Regions from separate parts of the Mus musculus genome. Here region 2 is linked to region 1. Evidence: chromatin contacts called from public Micro-C data. All regions are on one chromosome and are shown on one strand. Each heading gives the region's core, a stretch centred on a gene start, on an enhancer-like site or on the middle of the called end of the contact. The rest is flanking DNA. Distances are from core to core; before and after follow the strand shown. Region 1 holds the start of Homer2 (homer scaffolding protein 2). Region 2 holds the start of Sh3gl3 (SH3-domain GRB2-like 3).

The links. A called contact is a pair of places that touch in the nucleus more often than the background predicts.
Region 2: a contact with region 1 is called in a Micro-C map of embryonic stem cells, with 8 times the contacts expected there. The contact joins the promoter of Sh3gl3 here to the promoter of Homer2 in region 1. A contact is called at or near these places in 1 of 39 promoter capture datasets (pre-B cells), 1 of 484 Hi-C or Micro-C datasets (embryonic stem cells) and 2 of 9 other capture datasets (adipose tissue and liver).

Annotation. Positions count from the first base shown.
Region 1 is chr7:81,704,431-81,711,604 of GRCm38.p6, reverse strand. It overlaps Homer2 (homer scaffolding protein 2), which reads left to right and starts at 4,680. Exons shown (of 9, transcript NM_001164086.1): 1 at 4,680-4,846. The coding sequence starts at 4,842. It overlaps Gm32579 (a long non-coding RNA gene), which reads left to right. Exons shown (of 2, transcript XR_391652.2): 2 at 2,882-3,453.
Region 2 is chr7:82,170,206-82,177,379 of GRCm38.p6, reverse strand. It overlaps Sh3gl3 (SH3-domain GRB2-like 3), which reads right to left and starts at 2,584. Exons shown (of 9, transcript NM_017400.7): 1 at 2,361-2,584. The coding sequence starts at 2,405.

The DNA of each region.
Region 1 (7,174 bases), core at 3,431-5,930:
TTACAAACGGTTTCTCACATTAACACTGCCTGTAGTACTTCTCATGAACAGACTGGTGTTATGGATTCGGAGGGAAATACCACATAAGTGAAGGCCCTCTTTGTCATACCCTCTCAAAAGAAGTATATAACGTCCACGAGACATCACTGGTGATAGTAACCTTGGCTAGTCTTGTGGTTAAGACAGCAGCTGCCAGGGGCTTTCACTATCGAGGAACTGTTCCACTTTCCATATCTTATTCTTTGGAATCAAGTCACTAAGTTCTGCCTATCCTTATGTGGAGCATAGGAGATGGTGATGGTAGTTTAAACCATCCTACATATATTTATTTTATACATCTCACCATTGTTGTATATCCTTTTGGGGGGCGGCAGGAGTGAAAGTCTCACTCTTCAGCCCTGATTGGCCTGGATCTTCCTGCCTCTGCCTCTGAGTGGCTGGGATTGCAAGCACATGCCACCATGCCTGGAACATCTGTATCCTTTGACACCGTCTATACCAAGTCAGGTTGGTTTGTTTCTGTTTGTTTAGGGAGAACATCTCACAGCATAGCCCAGACTGACCTTGGACTTGTAGTGATCTTCCTTAGCCTCCTTAGTGCTGGGATTACAGCTGGAATTCTGTCGTTTGGGGCCATGTTCTTCTTAATATTATTTTTTTTGGAAAGACAGGATGCTTTAAGTGAAGCTGGCAAGGTGGCTCAGTGGGTAAAGTTCAATACCCAGAACTCACAGCAGAAGGGAAGGACTTCCTAAAGCTGTCTACACCATGTGCACCATAGCATGAATATCTGCACTTGAACAAAGCATGCACACACAATAAGTACTTCTACTACCGCTACTGCTACTACTACAACTAGTAGTAGTCATAACTTTAAAGATGTCTCAGAGGCTCAACTTACCTTTTTCCTGCCTCGCATCTCCAGAAGCTAGCCCTTGAGAGCAAGAAGCCAGCAAGTTATGGAGTACTACTAGCTTGCTAGGCACAGAGTCTGCATGGTGCTTCTTTGCCCAGGAGTCTCTGGCGAGCTAGTAGGCACGAGGGAGCTGCTCTGTTTCCATTTGTTGTGACACTAGTAGTGGAGCTCAGGGCTTTGGGGATGCAGGCAAGCATGCTGCCACTGAGCTGCAGCCGTCCCTTCATTTCCTTACTTTACTGACTTGGCTATAGCTTGCTGACAAGCTCTTCAAGGTTATCTGATCTGGTCCAGTTAGGACGCAGAATCCTCAGCCCAAGGTCTGTGCCCAGTGATCACCAGATCTGATACCCGCACAGAATGACAAATGTTCTGAGTCCCTGAGCTTATGGTGGTCAGAGTGTGGCCTCCAGCCTTCAGAAGCAGCACTCGCCCTATTTCCAACTACAGCTTTGTCTAACACTCTGTTTTTAAAATTTTTTCCCAACTCCTATGTTTATGGTTTTTTTTTCTTATTACTCTTACAGTTTCCATTCCCTCCATTCCTCCATTCCTCCTGACCTCTCCTCTCCCCGAGAACCACCCTTTCTCCATTTTTCTTCAGAAAAAGAATATCCCTAGGAGTAGGGATATCAACCGAACACAGCAAAGCAAGGTAAAATAGGACTGAGCACAAACCCTTATATCAAGGCTGGATGAGGCAACCCAGTAGGAGGATAAGGGTCCCAAGAGCAGGCAAAAGACACCCCCCCACACACTGTTAGGAGTCCTACAAGAACACCAAGCTACACAATTATAACATATATGCAGAGACCCTAGTTCAGACTCATACAGGATCTGATTGTCCCTTCAGTGTCTGTGAGCTCCATGAACCTTGCTTAGTTGATTCTGTGGGCTGTGTTCTCCTGATATCTTTGACCCTTCTGGCTCCCACAATCCTTTCTCCCTGTCTTCTTATGGGGTTCCCCTGGCTCTGCCTAGTGTTTGGCTGTAATTCTTCTGTTTCTTTTCTTTTCTTTTTCTTTTTTTAAGATTTATTTAGTTTTATGTATGTGAGTACACTGTAGCTGTACTGATGATGGTTGTGAGCCATCATGTGGCTGCTGGAATTTGAATTCAGTTGAGCCTGCTCAACTCTGTATTTATTATTATATCTAAGTACACTGTAGCTGTCTTTAGACAGTACCAGAAGAGTGTGTCAGATCTCATTATCAGATGATTGTAAGCCACCATGTGGTTGCTGAGATTTGAACTCAGGAACGTCAGAAGAGCAGTCAGAGCTCTTAATGGTTGAGCCATCTCTCTAGCCCCAATTCTTCTGTTTCTAATTTTACTTCTCTCCTATCTGTTCTCTCCTGCATGCTCACTAGGTGTCCTTGCTTCCTCAGAGGCTCTCCAGGTAAATCTTGCCCCAGCCTTTCCTGCCTGAGGCAAAACCTCTTCCCTTCTCCAGGACTAGTTCATCTATTAGGCTCAGATCACACTCTCCCCTGTTTTCTCCAAGACCACGGTCTTTCTTTCTCAGCTTTGTCCTCACCACCGGCACCTTTTATACCCAGCTAACTGGCCTATGTAGACTCTCTCTAGCCTGGCCTTAGCCACGGGCACAGAGTCTCTTCCTTTCAGCCTTCTCCATTGTCAACTAGGGTATTGATCACAGGGAGGAGTGATGCTCCACAGTAAGTGTTTGCCAGCAAGACCTCTAACTGGGAAGTGAATGCCCATCTCTTGGGAAGAGTCCAAGATGATGAGAGAGTGCAGTGAAGATGACTCGAGAAAATGAGACGGAGTAGGGAGCCATCAGAGAGAACTGCCCGGGAAGCCTTGGGTTGAAGGAGAGGAGAAGAGTAGCAGAGTCCACTTTCTCCACACCCCTCTTCCTAGAGTAGCTTGGAGAAGGTGAAGAAAGCACATCCCTTCCCAGACCTTGAGTTTGATCCACCCTTCCTCTCTCTCTTCCCTCAGAGCCTTCTACACAGAGGACAGCCAATTTAACCACAGAGCACTGGCTGCGATTCACCACCCCACCTGCTTGGCCTCATTGCATCCTGCCAAGGTGATGTGGGTGCACCCTGTCTATCTGAGGAGCAAAGAGATGGACCTCCCAGCCAGGGCTTGAACACCACTGGGCTCCTTTGCTCAGAGTCTTGTTTTCCATACCCCTAACACACATTTGCTGGCTCCTGCTTTTGATCCTCCTACTTCTGGCTTCTTTCTGGGACTTTACCAGTGACCCCTTCCCTTCAGCACCTTGGCACAGCCCTGGTCTTTGGAATTCAGCTTGTGTTAGAAGAACTTCCTCTGGGGCTGACTGTTCATTAGTCTTGGCTCTAAACAGAGTCACCTGTGTGCACAGATCCTGACCAATTTTGTATAGATAGGGCTTGGTCTGTTTACTTATTCATTCAACAAATATTGGTGGAAGACTTTGAATTCCCATTGTAGGTAGTAGAGGTTACAATTATGGGCAAAAAGCCACATCTTTCTAAGAGTTTGCAGGTGTGTCTGGAATATTAAACCAATAATTTTACACGAGATACTACTAACAGTAAGTGCAAGGAAGAAAAATGGACCGGAACAATGCCATCCACGGCCTTCGGTTAAGCCCCTAAGGGACGCGACAGTGTAACAGTGATCTGAAGCACATGTAGGAATGAAGGGGAAAAAAATCTTCCCAGACAGAAAGAAGAGCACGTGGGTAGGCTGAGAGAATGGCCAGCTGGCTGGAGTGCGGCGAGCAAGGGCAAAGTGAGAGGGCTGGAGGTGGTAGTGGACTGGCCAGGCTCATCCCAAGGACAGTGGGAGGGGAGCCTCAGATCAACTTGTATTTCAGAAATTACTGACCACCGTTTAGAAATGGGGTGGGTGCTCTTGTGAGGTGAAGGAGCTAGGTAGCTAGTCACAGTGGCCTGAAGGGAAATGAGGGCAGGGGCACGGTGGTGGCCCTATTCCAGTTGCTTGTCCTTGCCTTCTCCTCCCAGTCCCTGTCTGTCCAGAGATGCCAGGCTTGTGTGGGCAATGTGTGCTCAGCCGAAGACAATCCCGTGGAAGGCCCAGTGTGGGGTGATGGTTAGGTTGGCTCCAGTGCTGGCCTTTGGTAGGGAATCATAGCCAAGCTTAAGGAAGCCTCTCAAATTTTGCCAACTCGCTATGCTGAGGGTGTGCGTTTCTGTCTTTACCCAGGGAAGAGTTCAGGGAACCTGCTTTGGGCTACAGAATCCTCCTTGCCATCTTACCCTCCAGGATTTTAAGGCCACTCAGCCAGACAGGTGGGCAGGAAGACGAAGGTGGGCATTAAATGGGGTGGGGAGCAAATCGTGGTCCTGCCCATCTCAGACTCTGGAGACGTGAGATCTAATCTGAGACTGTGACCTTGGTCACATCATTTCTCCTCCCTGGGGGGCTTCGGTTCCCTCATCTGCAAACTAAAGGTGGCCAAAAAGTCCCTGCCAGCTGCGACTTCAAGTCCAGCAGGTGGGACATCCCGTCCGAGGCGCGGCGCCAAGCTTGGCAGGGCGCGCGGGTGCGGGGTCGACACAGGAGAGGAGGGGGCTGCTGGAAGAAGCGGCGACTGCGCGGCAGCGCGGGGGACGCTGCACACGCTGCCGCGCCCCCAGCTCCAGGCGGGCGGCGGCGGCCCGGGGGCCACGAGGTTACGTAAGGAGCGGGCGGGAGGGACCGGCGGCTCCGCCCGAGCGCGGCCGCCCAGCCCCCGGCCGCCCAGCCCCCGCCCTCCCGCCCGCCCGCGCCTGGCGGCGGCCCCGACACCGGCAGAGCAGCCGCGCAGCCGGCGGAATGGAACGGCGCCGGGGCTGAGCCGGGCGCACTCGGGCCGCCGCATGTGCCGCGCGGGGAGCAGCTGCCGAGCGGGCGGAGAGCGAACGCCAGGGGCCCCGTCGGAGCGGCCGCACGAGCAGCGCCGGAGATGGGGTGAGTGAGCTCGCGGAGCGCCCGCGAGGGGCTACGGGCCGCCGGTCGCGTGCTGCGGCGGGAGCTCGGGGCGCCCCCGGCCTGGGCGCGGACTTTGCGCCTGGAGCCCACGGCCCTTCCCGTCTCAGCCAGCCGGGCGCGGAGACACCTGGCGGGGACCCGCACCCGGGCTGGTCTCGGCGCCTCGGCCATTCCGCGGTCTCCTTGCCCCTAGCGCGAGCAACTCCAGGGCCTGGGTTTGTGAGTGTGAAAAGCAGTTTGCCTTTCTTCACGGCTGCATTTACAGCCAGCGACATAGAAATCGAAGTTTTCCTGGAAAGGAAACACACCCAATAATAACCCTTCAGCGTAGGAATAGTGGACTTGTAGGCAGCGTTGAGATGCGACAATCTGTTAGGCACCTAGGTGAGGCTCCAGATGCTTGGGAGGGAAGTTGGAGCACTCAGTTGAAGTGACTAATGCTCCTGAGTATATAAAGTAATTTTAAAAGCAGGATTGATTTCTCTTCGGCGTCTCTCCGAGCAGTAGGCGCTGTGAGTCAGGAGCCACTGTGCTAATAACACAGTAACTCTTTACATCTGCTCGCCGATGTGAGCGCACACTCATGGTGTTTCAGTCTCTATGCGAGATATGGTTTGTGTGCTTGCTCTCCACAAGAGGAAACTGAGGCCGGTTTAGTTGGGAGACTTCTCCCAGCTTGAACAGCTGATACATTTGTAAAAGGGGAATACTTAGTGTGTGGTTGCTCACCGGCAGAAGCTAGGCCACTGCCTGACTGGCCATGAGGATGGTTAAGGACATCAGAGGTCTGTCTTCTGCTGCTGAGCCCAGTGTTCTTCAAACAGCCTTTCATGGGGCCCAGAGGCCTCTGCTGTGTAGGTGGTCTAGAGAACTAGCTTCCCTTTGGGGATGGGTGCCATGGGAAGAGTCATGATCGCCCTGGTGGCCCCACCAGCCCCTATGGGGCAGTGGCTTTACTGTGCTTAGCTCCAGACAAGCCTCAGGAGTGGCTTTCTCCGTGGAGCTGGTAGAGTTTTGGAGGGAGCAGAGGCAAGCAAGGTAGAGCTCCGGGTAGGAGAGCAGATGGCTGTGGACGCCAAGATGGAACAAGGGGGACAGAGGGCCCATCGGAAGTTTGCTTAGGAATATTGATGCCTATCCAAGAGACTTATGTTGGACGACTGGGAGGCCAGAGATAGACAGTCATCCTACCCAGAAGGCAGATTTTTGTAACATTTTCAGCCATCTCTCAGCAGATATGAAAGAACTCATCTTTGAGCAGAAGGAATCTTTGAGACGCTCAGGTTTCATAGTTAAAAAACAAAAGCTTTGGGAAGGAGTTGGCACACGTGGAAGGTAAAAGGACCTGGTGATTTTAACTCTTCCTCTGCCCCTCCCCCTCGGGTGACACAAAACCAGTGAGCCTACTTGCAAATCAGAAACAAATACTGAAACTCTGGGGTTAAAATAGGTCTGTGGGAATGAAAACATTTACTCATAAAAGCTCAAAGAAAATTCCAGAAAATAATTTTTGTTTGTGTAAAAGCAGGGAGGAGTAGCTTGGGCATTTTGTTTAAACGCAGCACATGTCTTTCATGTCATTTTAACATCACTCAATAAATGGGTATTACTCACTTCTTGTAGCGAATGGCTGGTTTGTAGCTCTTACCTCTCCCTGCCATTTTACCATATATTTTCTTCTGTAGTTTATGTGACTGTACAAGCCATGGTTATAAACTGAGATGGGGCTAAAGGCTGGATAAATAGTTTAGACGGAGGAGGTGGATGGAGGGAGCCATTTTAATAAAAGATAGAACCACTGCCATCCTTTCTGGGAGTTGTACAGGATGAGCATGGGAGGGAAGCACCAACAAGAAGCAGCCTGTGGCAGACCTGGCTAGAGTTTTGTCAGACCTCCTCAGGGCTCTGCAGTGTAGACAGATGAGACATGGGTTTAAGGAAATAAAAACCAACTGCCTGAGTGGTTTCCTTTCTTTGGTGAGGCTCTATTCCCCCTTAGGTGTCTACTGCCCTTTTCCTTCTGCGAAGTGTTCTGCATTAAGTATGTGCTATCTCCAGTGTTTGCTCCCGTTCCCTCCCTGAGGCAGCTGTTTTCAACTGGCTCCTTTCAGATGTTGCTCGCCCTTTTTGTCCATGCTTCTGGCTCCTCTTTCTTGGACCAAGTGGCAGTTACAGACCAAAGGAACCTCTCCCTCCATCTTCCTGCCCTTCCTACAGCAAGAAGGAAGCTTATAGTAAGAATTTTGGTTTCTTTACAAAACACAGAAATATTGTAAGAATGTTTTCGTTTTAATCCCAGGTGTGGGA
Region 2 (7,174 bases), core at 1,335-3,834, 470 kb before region 1:
TAATTTCTAAGAAAGACTTCTAGAAGTCTGAGGGTGGGGATGCGGCTCAGACAGGAGAGTGTTTGCCTGGCATGTGTGGAGCCCTGGGTTCAGTCCTCAGCTCAGTGTAAACTGGGCAGAGTGCTCCCTCTTGTATCCTGGGCCCTGGAGGGATAGAAGTGGGGCCCCAGAAGCTTGCAATCACGCTTGGCCGTGTAGCCGCTCTGAGGCTAGGGTGGGCTATGTAAGACCTGGATGTGGGGGAGAGAAGAGCGGGAAGTACGGAAATATCTAGAACAGGTTTGAAACTTATCTGTCAGGTACTCTTAACCACACCATGTTGGTAAGTCCAGAGAGAGTATGTAAACTCTCTCTGGTCAAATGAAGTACGAAATATTTCAGAGACAGGCAGGAAAAGCATAGAGCCTGGGTAAGAACACACCTGCCCCAAGGACAATGGTGACCCCTGGAAGGCCTCCTGCTAGTTTGATTTGATTGATTGTAAAGAATAGAACCAAGCCTCCTGACACAGTATACTTCCCCAAATCCAGTAAAGTCCAATGATTTCAACCACCCACTCTGCTCCATGGTCAGAAGCCATCCTGAAGCGCCTAAGGACTCAGTCTGTGTGATCACAAGGCTGCTCCTATAAAGTCCATATCCAAGAAGGGGGGGGGAGAAAGAGAGAGAGCAAGCGCCTCATTTTCTGCTAGGGCTAAGCACGACAATGTAACAATCATGTCCAGCAGTTACTCTAGCATGGCCTTGCCCACAGAGACTCTGGGTCTCCTGGCTGCTCTAGCATTACCAAAGAAGTAGAAGCTGACAGCTTACCCACCCTCTGTATGACTCGACTGCCCCCTCCCATGATCTTGTGATAGCAGTTATTGCTTCTGAACCCACTATTGTCCATTTATTACACATACATTTATAAAGTGCTCACTACTCATCAAGCACTGGGCTAAAACACTGTCCAAATGTGGCCAGTGCCTGTGGTGAGTGTAGCACCCCCTAGAGTCTCTCTTTATATACTACTGTGTGCGACTCCACTAGCCTCAGCTCTCCCTTTTTAAAATGTTCATTTTAATTGGAATTTCCCCAAAATCACTTAGACACTCCAGAATAAGATATGCCAATGGCCCAAAGGCCAGTAACAACTGAAATATCCCACAGACTTTTGTAAGTACTATAGAAACAACAACGAATCCACCATCTCTGCTCTCACCCAGCATTTCAGGATTTCTCCTCCAGGATTTCTAACATCCTGAATAGCATCACTGTCTGCCCTATGTCCCCTGCTGAGAACAGCCATCACTTAGCTTCCTTGTGGACCAGCTGTGACTTAGGGACTAGCAGTGTCTTTCCGCCTGGAATAGAAAAAAAAAAAAGATTTTTCTAAGGCCAGCTGCAATCTCAAGATCGATATGAAGGAAAAGCCTGAGTGGGACATCGCCACCGACGTGGACTTAAGATGCAATGAAGTCCACCTGGGTTTCAGCAAAACTGAGGCTGGGAAAGAAATGAGGGCAGGGCAACAATTCCGCAGGTGCTGGTGAACAGGTTTTACAACATAGGCTCTACCATTGGTGAAGAGTATAGTGTTAGAAAGCAAATTTGCTTGTGACACACACACACACACACTTTCCTGTGTCCCTGTTTCCAGATTCCTCTGCTCAGAAAGCCCTCCTTTTCCTATAACAATCCATAGACACAATCCTTTCTCAAGCTTAATCCCCAAATGCCCTGTCTTCACCTCCTGGAAGCTTCCCATGAAGCCCCCACTGAATCACCTGCCATCCTCTTCCGCGGAGGCGTGTCTAGCTCGGTTTGTTTACGTGTGTGTTTTGGGTCTCCTCATCACACTGTCTCTTTGAGAGAGCAGGAGCCTGGTGCCAACCTCGAACCAACCCAGTGAAGACGGCCGGCAAGGGAAGGACCACAGCGATGAGCCCCAACCCCTGGAAAGCCAAAACAGAGACTGCCGGGTCCCAGCCAGGGCGCAAGAAGAGCGTCCTGGGTGCGGGGGGTGGGGGTGGGGGTCCCAACGGACAGACGAGAGATTCCGGGGCAGGAGGGAGGCCTACCACGGTCTTGGTCCCAAAAGCTCTCCTCCGGGCGCACATCCCCAAGCCCACCACCTCCGATCCCTTGCCAGCCGAACTGCTCAGATTTACAACCGCCAGGGCGCAGCGGGAGACCCGAGACTCGGGGGAGGAGGCACCAACACGCGCAGCCCAGAGCGCGCGACCGCTACTCGCCCCCCGCGCCCTCCTAGCCGACCAGAAACCCAGTCCGAAGGAAGCCGATGAAGACCCCGAGTCCATGGCCCGCAACCCCTTGGGGACGCCGCCTCCAGAAACCCCTCGCGCGCGCCTCCCTACCTGGCTGGCTTTGTGGAACTGCTTCTTGAGCCCAGCCACCGACATCGCGGCGGCGCCCCGCCCGGGGGTGGTCTCGGGGCTCCGCCGGGCCACGCGGCCCGGACGCTGAGCGGAGCGGGCACCCCGGGCGGTCCCCGCGCGCCCCACGGCCACGGCCACGGCCACGGCGCTGTCACACTGGCACAGGCGCTCGCGCAGATAGCAACACCGTGTTTCGAGGCCCCAACGCAGCCCATTGGTCGAGCCTCGGCAGCATGCAAATGAAGCTTCTAGGACCGCCCACGCTTCATTGTTGCGTGGCGACCAGGAGCTCTTGAGCCAAGAAGAGGACCAGTGGAAGGGCTGGCCGTGGGATGTCCCTGGGATAAGGAGAGCCTCTCAGGACTTCTTTCGGAAGACTTGGGATACAGCTGGCTCTGTGATTGTTCTGGACGCGAGGTCTCTCTGCTCTTCAGGGACTTGGTGGAAAACCTGGTTTTACTCACTGGTAGCAAGATCTCCCCTCCCCAAACCCCATCCCTGAGAGCTTTAGATAGACGTGTGTTGTGAGGAAGGGACGCTGGGATGTGTTCTCAAGGAGAGAAGAAACACTAGAGGAACCGGGAACTGTAGTTAGACGGAGAAACCTGCTTGTGAGAAGTTACTTGTGTTCTTAGCCAGTCTGCCGGAGCGGTTTGGGGCTCCCTGGGAGAGAGTTATGTGAGCTGAGCCTCTTCTTACCAGGCACACCAAGAGCCAGTCTACAACATACCAAAAACAGGACCTTCCGTTCCACTACTTACCAGAGAATTGTTCAGACTGGTCTCCAGGAGAGTCCTTTATACAAGATCCTTTCCACGGGGTCTAGAGGTCCTCACTGAACAGAACCCAGTCACAGAAAAGGAGCTTTGCATTAATTCGTGTGCCACCAACACGTCTACTATTTTCCCTGAATCTGACCTTTCAAAGGCCCCGTGGCTCCTAATGTCTTCAATCCATTTCAGCAATGCTTCACACCGACACGAACACTGTGCAACTTTCAGTCTCTACCTAAAAGAAATGACATTCTGTGGACGCTTCCCGGCGTCACCGGGTCTGGGATCATCAACACTCCTGTCGTCCTGAGCACTTGCAGTTCACACCTGTATCCGGGCTTCTATTTGGCTCTGGCATGTCTCCAGAAGCCTCAGCGCCTGCCTCCCAGGCCTGCCTGACTCCTCAGAGCTTCACCCTAGTGTGACAGGGTGAACACCTACAGCTCTCTATGCCTAGGTTTGCTCACAATGACTAGGAAAGTGTGGTGTCAACAGTGCCCTGCCTCTGATATGGGAGAAGATGTGGCCATCTTAACAAGCATGAGTGGTGGGACAAGGTTACTAAATGTGACTCAACACTCTTTGTCCTAGTTAGCCAAGGGCTTACTGACACCAGACAGAGGTAGGTGGTGTGACAGTGGTGACCACAGCAAAATGCCCAGTCTCCTCTGCTATCCCATCCCCACTAAAGGTTTAGGGGAAGATGGTCTCCCTTGTCCTGGACTAGTCTGTGGCTGGGTAGGAGATGTTCAGCTGCTGACCTCTGTGCCCAATAGAAGTTTAAACGGCACAGCCTCAACCCGTGCCCCCTTGAGGAGTCAGGTTCTTTTTGAAGTTGGTGACTGGCATTCTTCCATGGCTGGTAGATCTATTAGGTTTGTGCAGATTTCATTTGGGTTTGTTCTGATTTGAGGGGTAAATCCCAATTTGAATGGACCTTTCCACCATGGGGAGTGGGGCAAATTCCAGTGGGTGGGAGGCTATGGGATCATGGGGGCCATGATGCAGCTGGTCACACTGCATCTACAGTCAGTGAGCAGGGAGAAGAAACTCTATTACTAACTCATTATCTCCTTCATCCCTTTCTGTTCAGTCTTGGGCCCCAGCCATGAGATAATGGCAGCCATTCAGGGAGGTTTTCCTTCCTGTTAAAGCTCTCTGAAAACTCCCTCATGGGCGCATCCAGAAGTGTGTCTCCTAGGTGACTCCAAATCCTGTCAAGTTGATAAGCAAAGCTAACCATTACAATAGAATAGTTAAGTTTCCTTACATGGAAATCAATTGTGGAAATCTATCTTCTTGGTTTATTCAAATGCAGACTTGTAGATTGTTTATCATTTTTAAACTCAGGGATCCTTCTCTTATAAAAGCATTTACATATTCTACCCACTTTACTCTTTGTTATTTATAACAAGCAGATATTGAGCTAACAAGGACTTGGATTTTGTGCCTTGCCTTTATAAAAAACATGAATGTTCTACTTGTTTTATAGAAACAATTTTTGACCATTCTTTTGGTTTCTTTTTTGGTCCAAATGTTATTTAAAAAAAATTTTTAAACTACTTTTGTCTTGTTAAGAGCTTTTAATTCAATGTATGTTAGACTTTTGCTACTATGATCAAATAGTGTCTTGAAGATTTTTACACTTTACATATGTACAGCAGAGGTTTGAAATAGTGTGATTCAAGCTAGGAGTAGTGGCCTTGCAGTTAGCTTAAACCACATTGGCCATCTCAAGGCTTGCTCTTCACAGCATCATTACCCCTCAGCTACCCAAGGTTGTAGAGCTTCTGTTTAGAGGCCATATTCAAATGCTCTTGACTATTGAACAGGGTAATGGGGACTAAATATGATGAAAGTACATTTTACACATGTATGAAATATTACAATGAAACCTATTATTTCATAAAATTAATAGCCACTAACAAAAATAATGCATCAATTAAGATATATGGAGCATATATAAAAAGTTGGGATATAAATATTGAAAATCAAAAGAACTGCTAATAGGATGAAATAGTTCTTTTATTTAGATAAAAGGGGTAAACACTGATGACATGACAATCAAAAAATGACAGAACACAACAGTTTTGAAGCATGCAAAGCAAAACTCTCAGATATAAGAAGCAACAGACAGGGTCACAGGTGGACAAAGCACTGGAGAGCAGATAGCTTTAGCCTGTAAAGCAAAACTCTCAGATATAAGAAGCAATAGACAGGGTCACAATGTGAGCAAAGCACTGGAGAGCAGATAACTTTTAGGCTTTTCTTGCGCTCGCCGGACTCGATCAGCAAGAACGACGCTGCAACAGGATCCTTCTGCACGCATTTATTGGGAGAGCTTGATTGCAGAGGCTAAAAGACCCCGAGCCCAGAACTGGTGCTGCTTATATAGGCCTAGGAGAGGCATGTCTCACACCCAGATTGGTTATGCACTACGCCTCATTTGCATGTTCCTCATCTGATTGGCTACTCTCTCTCTGTACCTCACAGAGCCTCATTATCATACCTCATTTGCATGTCTCACATCTGATTGGTTATACTCTCAAAGTCTCATTATCATGCCCGGGCCAGGCAGTGTCTTTGCAAAAAACTTTACTGCATATGTACACATTGGTTGTTTGTCCAAACTTATGCGTGGTGGCCAGCAGTAGTCAGTGCCACTCACAATGGCACATGTGGCTTCCCACATCTCCCCCTGTTTGTTTTAATAAAATGAGGCTGGACTAGGCCTGTGCAATTATGCCCATCCGCTGTGGCTCCTGTTTTAGGTCGTTCCTCTAATGTCACAGCCTTACCTGTCATAGGGTAACCCTATCGCCACCCGGCCCCATGTCTTAGGTTGGACTGTGCACGAGGAAAGTTGCCCATCTCTGGATACAATGTTTCCTTAGGCATCTTTCCCATGGTCCATGACTCCCCCCTGGTGCATAGAATGCTGGTTACTTGCATCCACATTTCTGTACATTGTCTGTGCACCAGCTTTGGCATCTGTGGATACTGACAGCTCTTGTGTTTGGTTGTATGGACTCACATCTCTCTGGGGGCAGGGTGATGACCTCAAAGATCCTGGGTAGATGAGATGGAGAGGGAAGAAAGCATCCTAACTAATGTTGTGAAATACTAACCTATTATCTCTTAAGCCAAGTCTTAAACTATCAAGCTAAAGATAGTAAGCAAGTTTGTTCTTTTTTTTTTTTTTTTTTTTTTTTGCTAATTTTATATGATTACTGTACTGGCTAGTTTTGTGTCAACTTGACACAGCTGGGGTTATCACAGAGAAAGGAGCTTCAGTTGAGGAAATGCCTCCATGAGATCCAACTCTAAGGCATTTTCTCAATTAGTGATCAAGGGGGAAAGGCCCCTTGTGGGTGGGACCATCTTTGGGCTGGTAGTCTTGGGTTCTATAAGAGAGCAGGCTAAGCAAGCCAGGGGAGGCAAGCCAGTAAATCCCTCCATGGCCTCTGCATCGGCTCCTGCTTTCTGACCTGCTTGAGTTCCAGTCCTGACTTCCTTGGTGATCAACAGCAGTATAGAAGTGTAAGCCGAATAAACCCTTTCCTCCCCAACTTGCTTTTTGGTCATGATGTTTTTGCAGGAATAGAAACCCTGACTAAGACAAATTGGTACCAGCAGAGTGGGATATTCCTGTGACAACCTGACCATGTTTTGGGGAGGACTGTGGAAGGACTTTGGAACTTTGTGCTTGAAGATCCATCCATTGTTAAGAGCTCTGTCGGATGTTGTGTAGGAGCTTGGAAGATAATGTTGAGAACAGTGCAGAAGATGGAGGCCTGGCTTGTGAAATTTCAGAGGGAAAATTAAAGACTCTTTTCAGGGCCATTACTGTTTTGATTGTGAAGATTCTGTAGTTCTGGTTAGCTGGGGCTGAAGAATCAGCTGTGATTAACAAGATACCAGAACTACTAAAGCAAAAACTTTGCATTACTGGGACTATTGATGCTGGTTAGCTGGAGCTAAGAAATTAGCGGTGATTAAGAAGAGACCAGCATCACTGAG